2 separate regions of the Mus musculus genome follow, and region 2 is linked to region 1. Evidence: chromatin contacts called from public HiChIP or PLAC-seq data. All regions are on one chromosome and are shown on one strand. Each heading gives the region's core, a stretch centred on a gene start, on an enhancer-like site or on the middle of the called end of the contact. The rest is flanking DNA. Distances are from core to core; before and after follow the strand shown. Region 1 overlaps Pcsk5 (proprotein convertase subtilisin/kexin type 5). Region 2 holds the start of D030056L22Rik (RIKEN cDNA D030056L22 gene).

Region 1 (7,880 bases), core at 3,373-5,872:
TCTAAACTAGCAGTATTATCGTTATTGTATTTAACATTATCTATGTCATCACTTGTTCCCTGGAGAAAATATGATCATACTAGAGGGACAGGTAAGTGATCTATCTGCCTGTGGCACGTGGTTCCTGAGACAGGAGAATCTATACTGGACCTTTGGAGAACGTTTTCCTTTCAGGGTGCTGGATGCACTCATAGCTTACTATCCTTGGGATTAGGTCTCAGTTTTAATATACACAGATGAGGTTGGAGGATAATTGGAGGCTTGGAATTGGTAAAGTTGTTTCATTTATTCTTAGCTTTCCATGATATCTTATTTCTAAAATGCTTCAAATCTCTATCGAAATGGCTAGATTTGAGCTAGAGTAGAGTGAGTTTCAGGAGAATCAAGATAACCAATTCCTTCCTCCCTTTCCCTTAGGAGCAAAGATAAAAAAAAAAAAGAAACAAAATACATTTAGGAAGATCAAATTCTAGACTTCATTAAGATGGGGGCAGCATAACTGCAGAAAGAATGTGAGGCTTTGTGGCTTTGCAGTCTAGTAGGCCAATGTTCAAATTCCAGTTGAGCATCTGTGGTGTGCATGTGTATATGTGATTTTTCTTAAAATATGAAGTCTAGTCTCAAAAATTGAGGTAGCCCCAGATGGTCTCTCAAACTTTCAATTTAGCTAAGAGTGGTCCTGACCTCTTGATCTTCCTGCTTCTACCTCCTAAGTGTTTGGATTATACACACACGTACCATAAAGCCTGGTTAGAGCCTCCTACCTATTACTGTGGACTTGAGCAGGATAATCCAGCCTTTGGGCCTCTGTCTCTTTGTTGCTTAAATAGGGTCTGTTTGATTAAGGTTTGAACCTCGGATATCTCCCCCAAAGACTTGGGGCCTTGGTTGCTAGTTGATGAGCTTATGGAGAGTGACAGATGCTGGGGATTCGACCTATTCAGTAGATGAATCTATTGACAGATACCTAATATGATGACATTACTTAGAGGTGGTGAAAGATGCGTTCCAGTCGGAGGACATAGGTTACTGGGACACGTCCCAGGAGGATACGTTTTCTCAAACTTCTGTGTTTCCTGACTGCCACGTGGTGAGCTGTGATGCTCTACCACGTGCTTTCTGCCAGGAGACTGAGGCTCACCGTTGCCTAGAAATGACAGAGCTTAGGACCATGAACTTAAAAATCTCTGACACCGTGAGCCAAAATAAACCCTTCTTTAAATAGTTCTTGCCAGGTATCTGCCACAGAGGTGAAAACAAACACAATTTGTGAACCACGAAGTTCCACGTAGGTAGGTAGGTAGGTGCACAATGTAGGTAGGTGCACAGCAGACACTTGGTGAACTATTCATATGCCTTCCACTCTAGAGCCATCAGCTTTCTGAGGAGGATGTGCCATTTTCCTGCAGGCCGTCCCACCTGCCCTCACCTGTGGAACTCTGGCAGTCGCAGCAGTCCTGGGATCTGCGGGAGTGGGAGGCATTGCAGCAATGGAGGCAGCGGTTGTCGTCCATGTCCAGCAGCAGGCCAGCTGAGCACCCGGTGCAGTTCTTGCTGCCTGGACCCTTGCATTCCATGCAGCTCTCGTGGCATTTTTTACAGTTAAAGTTTTCTCCCTGTTAAGAACAGGAAAGAAGTGGTTTCTGAGTGCAGAGGTTTTAACTAGGTGCTGGAGTTCTCAAATGGCTGCTTTCTCTTGTTCCTCTGAGTAGGGAAGAAAGTGATTAGTGGTGGTGGTGAGGCGGTGTGAGTGTTCTAGTCCATTTTATTTGTGCTGGGTAAAAGACCAAACCAAAGTGTACAATTGGAGGAAACCTTAGTTGGACCCTGACCTCTGAGACACTCTAGGAATAATAATAGTAGGAGAATTCCAGGCTTCTGGAGGGCTTTGTTACAATGTAACAAACTCAAAGGTCAAGGACCAGTTGTGTCAAACTTTGCTACACACTTTTGCTTCTAGGCATTTTCACATAACTGCACTTTGCAAAGGCAGTATTCCAGTCAGTTACTAATTCCTTCTCAGATCCAGAGCACTTACCACCCAGGTCACTACTCCCACTTGGCAACCTCAGGAGCAGAGGAGAAAGGCAGTGGTCTCCTTCTTGGACTTTTCTAATGTGATGCAATTCCCAGTGCTTTGTGTTTGTCAACATCTAGATGGCACATTGGTTTCCTTTTTTTTTTTTTATTTTCTGTCTATGTGCAGTTTTTTCTTGTTGTTGTTGGTCTATCTATGTATCTATATCTAATAATCATCTATCTATTTATCTATGTATCTATGTATCTACCTATCTATCTATCTATCTATCTATCTATCTATCTATCTACCTACCTACCTATCTATCTATCTATCTATCTATTCTCTCTCTCTCTTTCTCTCTCTCTCTCATCTATCTACCTTGTTATGTAGCCTGGCTGGGCTGGCTTCAATGATTCTGCTCCTGTGCTCAGCCTCCTGAATGCAGGGATTTGATTTCTACTTTCCATCAAGTTGGTGTTGTGGTTTTCTTTGGCCCTTACTCTTTTATATTAGTTACCTGCTTCACTTCTATGGTTCCTGGATTCTTGTGCCCAGACTCAGAATATAATTGGAAATTATAACTAAGACAATTAAAACTCATTGGAGCTGGGCGCTGGTGGTGCACGCCTTTAATCCCAGCACTTGGGAGGCAGAGGCAGGCGGATTTCTGAGTTCGAGGTCAGCCTGGTCTACAAAGTGAGTGCCAGGACAGCCAGGGCTACACAGAGAAACCCTGTCTCGAATAAACAAACAAACAAACAAAACAAACAAACAAACAGAAAACCTTATTGGAAGAGGGTTCAAGGTCCATGGCAACAACTCTCTCCTTCCCTGCTGCTAGACATATAGGTTAGGGAAAGACATCCCATTTAAATAACAGCAGCAGCAACAACAACAACAACAACAACAACAACAACAACAACAACAATAATTGTTGTTATTGGTGGTGGTAGTGTTTGTATGTGTGTACAGATGTATATGTAGGCATGCATGCGGAGGTCAGAGGATAACTTTTAGGAGCTGTTCTTTCCTTCTGTCATGGGATCTGAGGATTACACTCAAGTTGCTCATGCAGCCAGCACTTTTACCTACTAAGCCATGTCAGTGGCCCAGAAGATACTGGCTTACCGTGCATCCAAACCTTCAGTGAAACGGATGACAAGGAGGAGGAGCACAAAGGTCGGATGCTCAGTGGCGGGGCACTTGCAGTGTGTGCTATTTTCCCTGAAAATAAATACGTGAAAAGGAAAGAAAAAGAGAAATGGGATTTGCTTTTCTTGAAGCAGTTGGGAGTATCTATGATGCTTTCAGATCTTCTTGTCACATCTTCTGGGTGTGGTGCTACCTATGTAACTTCTATCCATGTGATCGTCAATAAATTCTTAAACTTCTCGGAGCCCGATTCTCTGAACTTTAACTTTGATGTCAGAATTCAAACAGAGCTTGTGAGCAAATGTGTTGATTTATTTTATTTATTTTTATTTTAATGATTTTATTTTTATTTATTTCAACTATCGATGCATTTTCTTATGGTTTCAAGTTTAGGAACACAACCAAGAATGGATGCAGAAAATCAGTGGCTCCCAGGAAAGCTGCTTATCCTATACTTGCTGTAAGATGTGGAGGAATTGGAAGAGCAGGGCCAGCAAGCTTCCTCCTGTGTTCTGTTCAAACAGCCAGAAAGAGGAGAGTTTGTATTTCTGTTGTAATGGGGGACTGAGCTTCCTCTGTGGTCATAACGAATGGCTATAGGGCTCAAGTTATCTTAGATCCTTTCAGTTCTTGTGAATCTCATGGAAGCTGAAGGTTGGTAGCCTGAGTATCTTATGAATGAAAGAGATGGTTCAGTGTTAAACATAGGCTGTGCGGAGTGTAGCCATATGTAGGCCATTTTCACTTCCCAGAAAGACATGTGGGAAATGAGCTCTCCAAGGGTGGGAGTGGAAGAGCATACACCAAGCCCAGGTCTCAGTACCTTTCCCTCTCTGTATTCCCCTACGATACATTCTGGGATGCAGATTCCTTTCAGAAGGTGGTAGCTCCACACACAGGACAAGCAACTCCACGCCTCCTTTCCTGAAAGAGAGAGAGAGAGAGAAAAAAAATCACATTATGAGACAGATTTCAGATTCTAACCTCTGTTTTGCAGTCAAAAAACTTGGGAGTAAGGAAAATGTCAAGTAAATTGAAGCTGAAAGGGGACCGAGGCTATGACAAGTATCTACAGGACAAAGTAAAGACACACAGAATTCGCAGTCTCTTCCCAGGGACTCTCAGTCTGGACAGTGAGAATTTGAGGACGAGAGATGATGTGTCACAGCAAAAGATTTCTAGAAGACGAGAAGTCATGTGGAATGCTTCTGAAACCTGAGGGGCCAGCCAGGATGTAGCCTGTGGGAGCCTCCCTGCCCAGCATGTAAAAGGAAGGCCCAGGGTTCCAACTCCTGCTGGAAAAGGAATGTTCATGAAATCTTTTTCTTCTCCTACCATCAAACGTTTGTGGTTTCCTTGAGGATTCGAAATCCCCTTTGCTAGATAGTTTGCAATATGCATTATTATATACATAGCCTTCCCGCTGTGTAGCAGGCTGGCAGACCAGTGTGACTGGAACTAAGATTGCTTCCTTTCCAATTTGGCTCAAGTCCAGGCCCTAGGTAGTATTCAGTGGAGTGTGTCAGCCTTGGTGGAAACCAGTAACTTTATTTTCATGTCCTCCTTTGCTGTATTGCAAGCCCTGAACACATAGCTTTCACAAAGACTTAAGTTCCTGGGCATTTGTTTGTTTGTTTGTTTGTTTGTTTTTTCCAAGGCTAAGAGGCTCTATTACTGCTTCTAAGGGGCCTTGAGGCTGTAAAGACAGACCTTTTCACATTTCCTTAAAATTCAGAACAGCTCACCATCTGCTTTGCTTTTCACTGACCTAGCCTATTTTCATCCCCCTCCCCCAAACCAGCCCTGTGAATTCAATTCATGCAGGGCAGCCCTGGGAATTGACTGTGAGGAGCAATGGGCAGAGTCAGCCTGCCATCAAAGGTCTCCAGCTTAGGGTTGGAGAGATGGCTCAGCAGTTAAGAGCACTGACTGCTCTTCCGAAGGTCTTGAGTTCAAATCCCAGCAACCACATGGTTGACTCACAAACCATCCATAATGAGATCTGATGGCATCTTTTAGTGTGTCTAAAGACAACTGCAATGTACTAAGATATAATAATAACCCTAACCCTAAAAAAACAAAAAACAAAAAAGAAAGAGTTTGTTTGAGAAGTTCAGGGTTTATACTGTGTGGGGAAGATAAATAAGAAGGTGAGCTTGCTAAAGGAAGGACATAACTCACTCCAGAGGCAGCAGCTGCACATAATGGTATAGATTAGGTCCATGTGTGGTGCACCCACCTCCCTGACTCCCTGTGCTTCAGAATGCTATTTTTCTCTTCCCTCCCCAACCCTTTCCTCTTCTTTTCTCTCCTCCCCTTCCCCGCCCCTACTTCTGTTCCCTCTTCTCCCCTTTTTGTCCCCTCCCCTACTTTCCTCCCCTTTCCCTGCTGTTTCTGTTCTCTCTTCCCTTTTCCCACAGGATGTCAATGTGTCCACCCTCCCCCTCCCCCCACCTCCACCTCCACCCCTCCATCCCCCTGTGGCTGACTTCAACCTTCTAGCCTCCTCCTATCCCAGTCTTCTAAGTGCTGGAGTTACAAGTGTGTGCCCTGTGGCTGTCAAATAACTTTCTTCCTCTTTTTTATTTTTTAAAGACTTATTTTTTATTAATATGAGTACACTGTAGCTGTCTTCACACACACCAGAAGAGGGTATTAAATCCCATTACAGATGGTTGTGAGCCACCACGTGGTTGCTGGGAATTGAACTCAGGACCTCTGGAAGAGCAGTCAGTACTCTTAACTGTGGAGCCAACTCACCAGCTCCAATAGCTTTCTTCTTAACAGCTAAACTTACTGGGCAGTTGAAAGTGGATGAAAAACAGACATTCTGTTCATTCAAACTGCTAACTTTTTCTCGATTCGTTTTCCATGTCCTCCTTAGTGTGACAGTTAATGTTTCAGAAAAATTTAAACTTTTTTTTCTATTTAATTTATAGCCTAAGGTTGGGGGAAATCCTCAGCTTCTATAATCTGTGTGTTTCGAGACCAGAGTTAGCACAAGACACTCTAACTGGCAAAGGATATGTGTGCTATCCTAAAGTCAGCAGTGGAGGTGAATATGGAGGCTGGAAATGCGTAGCAGTGAGTTCTAGGCCCAAGTTCCACACAGGAAGACAAAGAAGAATCCAACCTGTGGGCTTTCTCCAGATCCACCCAGTGCTTCCAGTCACCCCTGAACCCTGTCTTGGGGATCCTGTGTTGATGAGCTTGTGAAAGGAATGCTCGAGCTGCCACCCTTAATTTGGAGGAAATTTCAAGTCTAGTAGAGAATTGTAGTGTTCTTACAACTGCCCTCTGTCATCATAAATGATACTTCCAATCCACATTAAAAGTGTTCAAATATGGTTTGTGCTTTGTTGTGATGTACCTGTGTTAAGACACAGCAACTTACCTAATGATAGTCCTCCCCTGGCTCACTGCACAACACTAACGGGTAGAAATAAGGTCTGCCAGGTTTAGCAAATGACAGTACAGTTATTTATTGACATCTTGTTTTTACCACATTTATTGTGGATATGACTAGGGGTTTTTCAATTCTTGCTCCTTCGACTTCCCTGCTATGATGATGAACCTAACTTGGAACTGTGAGCTAAAATAAACTATTCCTCCCCTAAATTGTTTTATTTTTTTTTTGCAGGGGTATTTTTTTTTTAATTATTTTATCATAGCAGTGGTTTTGGTTTCTGGAAAAAAAGAAAAAAAACAAGAACGAAAATTACACCAAGTAAACTACCCTGATTTCCTGGAATCTGGATATCCAAGATGGCTGGATAAGTCTTTGTTGAGTAAATAAATAGATGAATGGATACTCAGAATTGTAAGGCAACACTGGCTGGAAGGTTGGGGAAAGGCTTTTGAAAAAACATGCTGAGTGCAATAGAGCAGAAAGCGGCCTTGGCAGAACGGACTGGAGGAGTCAGTGCTCTGAGAGGCAGGAGGCAAGGTTGGTCACTGTGCTTGGGTTGGAAGCCGGAGTTAGAGGTAGCAAGGGATTGGGGTGAATGTGAGGGATGCCTGTGGGGGAAGAGACTCAGATGCAGAAATCCAACAGACTAAAGCGCAGGAATGCTTCTAAACAGAAGAGTGTCCTATTAATCTGCCTTGTGAGATCCATCTGACAGCATGGGGCGCTGGATGGCCACCAGGTGGCTCCTAGTGGGGACAGGATAATCACTTAGCTAACTGGTACGAACTGGTGATTCAAGCAACAAACTGTGAGAGTAGAAACCAAGTTATAGTGACACTAATGACTAAGAGAGGGGAGGTATTTAAGATGTCACGTGACTTAGAGACAAACTGAGGAGACCTAGAGATCAAGAAGAGAAAAGGATCCTGTCAGGTTACTGTGTCAGGCAGGAGGGAGCCTAATAAAGCCATTCGTCAAGGCAAGAAACAGGAAAAAGTGGTCTGAGAACACAGTGAGAGGTTTGGGGTGTCTGTTGAAAATCTAACGAAATATTCAGCTAGGAATTTGATGTGTGGAGGAATGGAGTCATTAAAACCATTATTTAGAAGTAGACCCATATGCATGGAGACAACGATGATAATGGCTGGGTGTGGTGGTGGTCATTTGTAATTTCAGCATTAGGGAGGCTAAGGTAGGAGGATTTGTGAGGTCAAGACCAGCCTGGTCTACATAGCACACACACACACACACACACACACACACACACACCACAGGATGGGTGGGGGTGAGAAACAAAAA
Region 2 (7,880 bases), core at 3,814-6,313, 1.3 Mb after region 1:
AAAAATTCTGAAGTATTTCAAACCTCAAGAACAATAAAAACAACATACCAGAAATTGCAGACTGTAGCTGAGGCTGGAGTACTGGGAGAATTACAACTTGCATGTTAGTATTGAAAAAGAAGACAGCTGGTCCTGCTGTGTGCCCACAGTCCTAGCACCTGCTTCAGCAATTCAGTGAATTGAGGTAACCTTGGGCTAACAATCAGAAAGGCTATACTCAATTTTAGGCTCCATGAGAAAAAACTAGAGAAGAAGAAGAAAAAACAAAACAAACAACAAACTGAACAGAAATCAGACAGAGAAATGGAAAATAGAGAACAATGAATAAAGTATACTAAGCAGGTGAAGTGGACTCATTTCCTTGACTCAGTAGATTGGTCCACCTCAGGACAAAGTAACCACATGTGCTACTTTCAAGGTCTTATAAAGACATGGGCAAAAGTATAAGATTCTAATGAAGGACATTTAAAAATCTAAATAGAGCTCTTGAATAAGGAGTGACTTGATACTGCAAAGATGAAAATTCTCCCCAGACTTATCTGTAATTCCACTGTAACTCAAAAGACCCAACAGAAATACTAGAGATGGTTCCATATGGAAGAGCCAGGAGCTAAGGCAGTGCAGACAATACTGAAAAAACGTCAAGGATTGTTCTACAGCTATCAAAACCTCTTGACAAAATTTAGTGTGCATTGAGTTTGCCACACAGCGTGGATCAAAGGACATCTTGCTAGAGTCTTCTTTCTCCATTATCCTGGTCACAAGGATTAGACTCAGGTTCTTCGGCTTGGAAGTGAGTACTTTTACTGTCAAACCTGCTTATTAAGATGTAACCATGTAGATACCATTTACTGAGACATAATTGCAAAGAGAATAGTTGAGCTGACTAGAGAGTAGCCAACCCTGTAAATTTCACTTTAGCATGGAGTAGGAACTGCACAATAAGCAAGGCCATCATCCCAGATGGGGAGAGGGGACTCAGACCTTCCTCTCCGCATTCAGACATACGTGTGCACACACTGATTCCAAGTGAATGAAGGCCTTAAGAATGGAAAGACAAGTAGGACACTATAAAATGTTTAGACAAAAGTAAATGTTTAGGCAGGCAAACTAAGACATGAAGATCTATTTTACTATATTAAAATTAAGCCATGCGGGCTAATAAGATTGCTCCATGGGTTAAGGAATGTGCCACTGGGTATGAGCAACGGAATTTGATCCCTGGGACTCAAAAGATGGAAGGAGAAAACACCTTTTACAGCTTGTTCTCTGGCTTCCACATGTGTACTGTGCTGTGGCATTACATGTGCAGACATAATCAAGGTAATGAATGCACTATAAAAATAAAGGACTGGAAAGATGGCTCAGCAGTTTAGAGCACTGACTGCTCTTCCAGAGGTTCTGAGTTCAGCCACCACATGGTGGCTCACAACCATCTGTAATGGGATCCCATGCCCAGTTTTGGTGCGTCTGAAGACTGTAACAGTGTACTCGCATACATAAAAGAAAGAATGGAGCCGGGGCGTGGTGGTGCGTGCCTTTAATCCCAGCACTCGGGAGGCAGAGGCAGGTGGATTTCTGAGTTCGAGGCCAGCCTGGTCTACAAAGTGAGTTCCAGGATAGGCAGAACTATACAGAGAAACCCTGTCTTGGGGAAAAAAGGAAAGAACGGAAGGAAGGAAGAAAGGAAGAGAAAGAAAGAAAAAGAGAGGAAGAGAAAGAAAGAAAAGAAAGGAAAGTTAAGTCTTATTTCACACCTTTAATTCCAGTTCTCAGGAGGCAGAGGCAGGTAGATCAATGTGCGGTCAACCTGGCCTATTTAGAGAACTCCAGGCCAGCCAGGGATATATATTAAGAACTTGTCTCACAAATAAAGTCGAATAATTCACCATAAAATGAAAATAAAAGACACAGATTAGTAGAAGGTGGTATTTTTGTATTTAAAGACTTATTTATTTCATGTGTATGAGTACACTGTAGCTGTACAGATGGTTATTGGGAATTGAACTCAGGACCTCTGCTTGCTCCGGCTCAGCTCACTCCGCCCCAAAGATTTATTTGTTATTATATGTAAGTACACTGTAGCTGTCTTCAGACACACCAGAAGAAGGTATCAGATCTCATTATGGATGATTTGAACTCGGGACCTCCGGAAGAGTAGTTAAGTTAGTGCTCTTAACCACTGAGCCATCTCTCCAGCAAGAAGTTGATATTTCTAACACCAAATCGAATTTTTCTAGGATACTAAATAAAAAGGTTCTCACAAACCAGAGAAAAAGGACATCTGGTCTAGTTTTTAAAGATGCACTATGCCTTAACCGACGTGTAGCCATCCAGCCTGGGCCACCAGGCACTTTAGTTCAGGTGATCTTGAGGCCCCAATGGTAAAGGATCAACCTTATAGCAGACTAAACCCAAAGAAAAACAGGACTGGTCATTTGAAACACATATAAGTGTAGAATTTGTTTGGCAAAGAACAATATTAACTATTGTAAGCTGCCTGCAGCCACACTAACTGGGTTCTTGTGTGGGAGGCCGGAACTGTATGGAAGGAAATGACAAGAGAAATAATGGAGGCCAAGACATGTCTGTTCAAGGCCCCAAAGTTTACTAAGAGTCTGTGCTTATAAAGAGGGGAGGCCCATGCCCCGCCAATCCTTCCCTCCCCCTCCCCTCCCCCCCAGACAGGGTTTCTCTGTATAGCCCTGGCTGTCCTGGAACTCACTTTGTAGACCAGGCTGGCCTCGAATTCAGAAATCCATCTGCCTCTGCCTCCCAAGTGCTGGGATTAAAGGCATGTGACACCAATGCCCGGCCCGCCAATCCATTCTTGATGCCTGTTGCCAGTCTGTAGGTAATGTCTAGATGCTGTCTGCGGAATATCTCCAGGGCCTCTCAGCAGGTAGCAGTGTCTTGGAGAAGAGCAGTGACACGTGACAGAACAATAGAGCCATCTAAATCGGAGGCTCCACCCCAGGTGGTCTCTTACTCTTTGGCAGCAAGGTCAAAGCCAGCCTACTCAAGGCTAGGGGAAGCTACAACAATTAACAAGGATTCCTGTACCAAAACCAAAAATCTATAAATACAAAAAAAAAAAAAAAAAAAAAAAAAACCAAAAAAACAACAACAACAAAAAAACATGTCCAGCTTCACTGATTGGGTGAGATGCAAATTGAGGCCACAATGAGATACCATTTCACATTGGCCATATTGTTTGCTGATGAGGATGCAAAATAATAATAATAATAATAATAATAATAATAATAATAATAATAATAAACAACCTCTGGTGCTATAAAAAGCATTCAGAAAAACACTTTGTAATAAATCTGTACAACGCATTTTTGAACAATGCTCTTAGCATTTATAGATTTTGTTTTTCAAGACAGGGTCTCTCTGTGTAGCCGTGACTATCCTGGAACTAGATCTGTAGACCAGACTGGCCAAGAACTCACAGACTGCCTCTGCCTCCCGAGTGCTAGGACTAAAGGTTTTCCAAACCACTTTTAAGATAAAGCTTTTAAGGCGATGCACTCTCATGTCTTCGCAGGCGCATGTGTATGTATGGCAAAATGCCACGTCTAAAAATAAGCAGCGTATTGTATGTCAGCTAGATCTTAGTATATCTTAAAATATTAGCAAATCCAAAAAAGCATCTTAGAAATACAGATAAGTGAGTGGACTGAGGGGGAAATTACAAAGAAGTAGTAATTCATGGTCCGAAACAAGACTACTTGGGGACAGGAAAGAGAAACGGGACAGTGAAGAGGCACACAGATGCTCTTTCCCTTCTGAAGCCAGGCAGGGACACTTGCGTGTTACGGTCATTTTAGCTATGCATATGCTTTATACTACCTTGTGTACATAATGCTAAGTATCACAAGGAATGAGGGGCGGGGTGGGGGGAGGGCAGCAAGATTCTGGAGAACAGAAGGAACACACCTGCCCATGTTGTATTCTATTGTGTTGGAACATGGTCTCCGCACAACAAATCATCTGTGTCACTAGTGTGAAAATGGCAATGGCGAATTTATCATTTGTTCCAGGTGGAAGAATTACCAAGTGCAAACAGGAAATGGAGCGATCAAACAGAACTTTCTGTACACTACCGATAACGCTGTTTGTGCTTGTTGGTTATTTGCTGTCCTCCCACCAATGCAAACCGTGATGGGTTTGTTTGAGCCAGTATTTTAGTCTTTCGGTAAAAGCAAAAAGTAACTCAAGGATAGAGATCTTGCCTCCCATGCCCAAGGCCGTAGGTTCAATCCCCAGTGCTGGAAGGAAGTTTCTCTGTGTAGATGGCTTACAACTACATCTAGAGATATTTAAGCATGCACATGGCGCATATTCATAAATACACCCATACACAGTACCTATCAGCTAAAACAGCTCTACCATGCCCTAGAAAGAATGTTTCTCCGGAGCGTTGATGGGCTTGGTTTCTTTTTGTTTGTTTTGTTTTTTCCTTAGTTTTGTTTGGTTACTGCGTTTTCTCCTTATCCTTGCAGCACTGGGGATAGAATCTAAGGCCTTGGGCATGGTAGGCAAGCACCCTATCCTTTAGTTACTTTTTGCTTTTTACCAAAAAAAAAAAAAAAAAAAAAAGTACGGACTTATTTCTGCCACGGTTTACATTTTTCTGCCAAGACACCACCCACTGGAGAGGTCCTGGAACCTGCAGGCCGCTGCGGGCTAAGCAGACACTTCCGCCGCCCCAGGATCGCAGCACAGAGGAAAGGGCCCCAGCGCACTTGCCGCTGGGACCTCTGAGGCCGCGGAGTCTTTCGGCCGCTCCTGCCCGAGTCCTCGCTTGGGGACCGAGAGGCGCACACACAGGGGAATGCGAACAACCGTGCAAGTCAAAAGAAGGCCGCCAGGGGGTAGCGGCCTCCTTCCATCCACATCCCCATGCCCCGCCCCCTCAGAGGGCGCACTTCCGGCCGCAAGGGCGCTCGGGAACGCGAACCGCGAGCCTCCACCAACCAGCGGCTGTGCTGGATGGGCGCAGGTGCGCGCGCATCACGGCGCAGGTTCGAAACTCCGGCGCTGCGCGGTGGCTCCCCCACAACGTCTCGTCCGCCCTCGGGACAGCCGAGCTCTGCGCTGCCCTTCGCCCTCCGCCCGCCGCCCGCGCGACCCTCGTCCCTGGCCCATGGCCAAGCGGCGTGCGGCTGAGCCGCTCACGTTCCGCGTGCCTTGGAAGCGGCTCCTGCTCAGCGACTTCCCCGAGGAGCCGCCGCTCTGGGTCCCGCCGTCTGGGACGGCTCGGCCCCTCAAGCGCCAGGGGGACGCGGGGATCATGGCGGAGCCTGCGTCTGCGCCCCGCAAGCGACGCGGCGGCGGGGACGACAGACAGGAGCTGCAGGGCTGTAGCCGGGAGCCCGGAGAGCCACCTCCTGGCGAGCAGGAGGAACCCCGGGCCGCGGGCGGCGGCGACAGAGTAGAAAGCGCGGGCAGCCCGCAGGTAGCCGACGGGGTGCACAGCCAGGTAGGTCCGCTACTCACTAGCCCGGAGCTCGGTGCCAGGCCGCGGAAGTCGGGCCATCGAGTGGGCCAGACGGGCTGGACCCTAGAGGGTCAGCTCAGTGACCAACGGGAGAGAGGCGTTTAATTTGATGGGGAATGCTGTAGAACTTCTAGCATGCTTTCCAGTAGCATTCATCAGAGGACCTGTTAACTCCTAATGTTCAGTGCTGTGAGAATGGATTGTTGGACTCACTGTCCTCTCCGCTGCTTTGTTTTGGTAGCCGCTAGCCATGTGATCAGACAGAATACACTAGAAATATAACTTGACCAAACTTATGTGTTTTAAGTGTAAGAAGAGTAGGAGCGCCAAATATGTTTTAAGATAAAGGGTCGGGTTCTGAACTGTGTTACACACGAAGCAACTTGCCGCATATTGGGTGTACTGTTTGTTAATTTTATTTTTAGACACGTGACTAGAAAACTTAAAGTGAGTGTTTTGCTTTTTCAGACAGGGTTTATCTATGTGTAGCCCTGGCTGTCCTGGAACTCACTCTGTAGACCAGGCTGGCCTTGAACTCAGAAATCCGCCTGCCACTGCCTCCCAAGTGCTGGGATTAAAGGCGTGGGCCACCACTGCCCGGCCTTCGAGTGAGTTATAACCCATACTATATATGTATCGCACAGCATTGGCCCGACTTAGGGACTCAAGAGCCTTCTTTAAAGCAGTTCTTGCATAAGTTGGTGGAGCATGAGGTGAAGAAGCAAGGGTGATTCTTAGAGCTCGCCAAACTCAGCCACCTTGGCATGCGTCTGCTCAGTGTCCTTTTCTAGTTATTTTATAACAAAGTTGATAAGATAACGGAAATTTTCTCTTCGTGTAGCCCTGGCTGTCCTGGACCAGGCTGGCCTCGAACCCAGAGATCCACATTTCCTCTTGCCTTTCGAGTGCTGAGATTAAAGGCGTTCAGGGAGATTATCTTTCAATACTACACTCACTGTTTTTAGGTGAAAGTTACTGGTTTCTTAAGCAGAAGTATTGGATGTAACTGCAGGCACCCTAGCTTTATGTGCACAGGTGATGAGAGAGACTGACTGGCCAAGGGGAGCGAGCGTTCAGTAAGCAGACACCACACCATCCAGTCCTTGCTTAGACACAGTTGGCTAGACCTGTTGGTCTTCCCTTGTTAGTAGCAGCCAGCAGAAGACCGTGAGGCCCAGGAGTGTTCTGTCAGCTCTGCTCCTTGAGTTCCTTATCTTCTGAAGAACCTTGAGAAGATAGGAATTCTCCATCTTTTCTAGCTTCCAAAGACAAAGGTTTGTTTTAAGAGCTAATCATCCAGGAGAAAAGGATGTAACAAAAAGCAAACTGGTGTCAGTGTCTGCCTGATTTCTGCTTGCTCAGATGAGGGCATAAATCCTTGCCCTAACGCTATGGATAGTCTTGTGTAGGAAATGGTGCCACAGGTGTCTTCTTTCCAAGCACAGTACTTGCCTGCTTTGTGTTGTCAGACTTAAGGATGTCACCTTTATTGTTTCATACGAACACTCACATGTGTGTGTATGCACAACTTACATGTGTATATAGAGAGGGGATACCTTAATGTATACATATACTTTTAAGTAGACAGAGCCAAGAGTGCATATGTGTTATATATAAGCTGCATTTTTAATAACAGTATAACTTTATGCAGATCAGTTGCTTAGCTAATATTGCATGGTATGGTTAAATAGCAGCAGAAATGTTTTCCTAGAGAAATAGTTAATGACACATTATTAAGGATGTGTGATACCTAGCAATAGTGTGCATTTACTCTGCTCATGTTTAATTCTCACAGTGATCCTAATTTATGCTTGTAATGAGGTAGGGTCAGCGATTTTTGTCAGTTATTCAGGCTTGACCTGTTTCTCTCCAGTTTTTACCGTCTGTGTGTGTGTCTGTGTCTGTATGTACTGAGCCATCTCGCCACCCTATGTCTTTTGCCTTTATTGTATCTTTATCTCAATATTAAATTCCCAAAAGACTGATTCTTTCTGCCTTTCAAGGCTGACTGCAGGGCTGCTGCAGGTGGCAGGATGCTTTCCCTGGACTCCACGTTGCCATGTGGCCCCTGAGCATTGACAGGTAGCCACTTGTGGATAGCGCCAGAAGTGTAAGATACACTCTCCATTCTGAAAAGAGTGCATCATACTGTTAAGTTTTGAAGTTGAAACAATGTTTTGGCTATATTGGGACAAGTAAGATTGAAGTTAACCTCACTTGGCTTTCATTGTTACAACAGTATGTACCTTGATTGTGGTTTCCAGTGAACTGTGTGAAGGTGTTATGGTAGCAAGTATAACCTTAACCCAGTGTAGGAAGGCTTTGATCCACCCAGGGGGCTCAGATTGAGACTAGCACCCGTCAGCCTGGTGAG

What was found. HiChIP or PLAC-seq counts read pairs in DNA pulled down with a chosen protein or histone mark.
Region 2: a contact with region 1 is called in an H3K27ac HiChIP or PLAC-seq map of embryonic stem cells, with 5 times the contacts expected there. The contact joins the promoter of D030056L22Rik here to the enhancer-like site in region 1. A contact is called at or near these places in 6 of 39 promoter capture datasets (cranial neural crest, frontonasal cranial neural crest, hippocampal neurons and 3 more), 1 of 484 Hi-C or Micro-C datasets (the G1E-ER4 cell line), 3 of 115 datasets of contacts at active chromatin or transcription factors (embryonic forebrain and embryonic stem cells) and 1 of 9 other capture datasets (embryonic stem cells).

What each region holds. Positions count from the first base shown.
Region 1 is chr19:17,435,024-17,442,903 of GRCm38.p6, forward strand. Pcsk5 (proprotein convertase subtilisin/kexin type 5) reads right to left here. Exons shown (of 38, transcript NM_001190483.2): 36 at 3,996-4,096; 37 at 1,430-1,616. Among named protein-coding and RNA genes, the nearest start is that of Rfk, 45 kb to the left of the region's middle. Within about 2 kb of position 4,623, at least 5 of the 459 cell types and tissues checked have an H3K27ac peak or open chromatin away from gene starts, as enhancers often do.
Region 2 is chr19:18,708,172-18,716,051 of GRCm38.p6, forward strand. D030056L22Rik (RIKEN cDNA D030056L22 gene) reads left to right here and starts at 5,064. Exons shown (of 2, transcript NM_001374130.1): 1 at 5,064-5,488. The coding sequence starts at 5,153.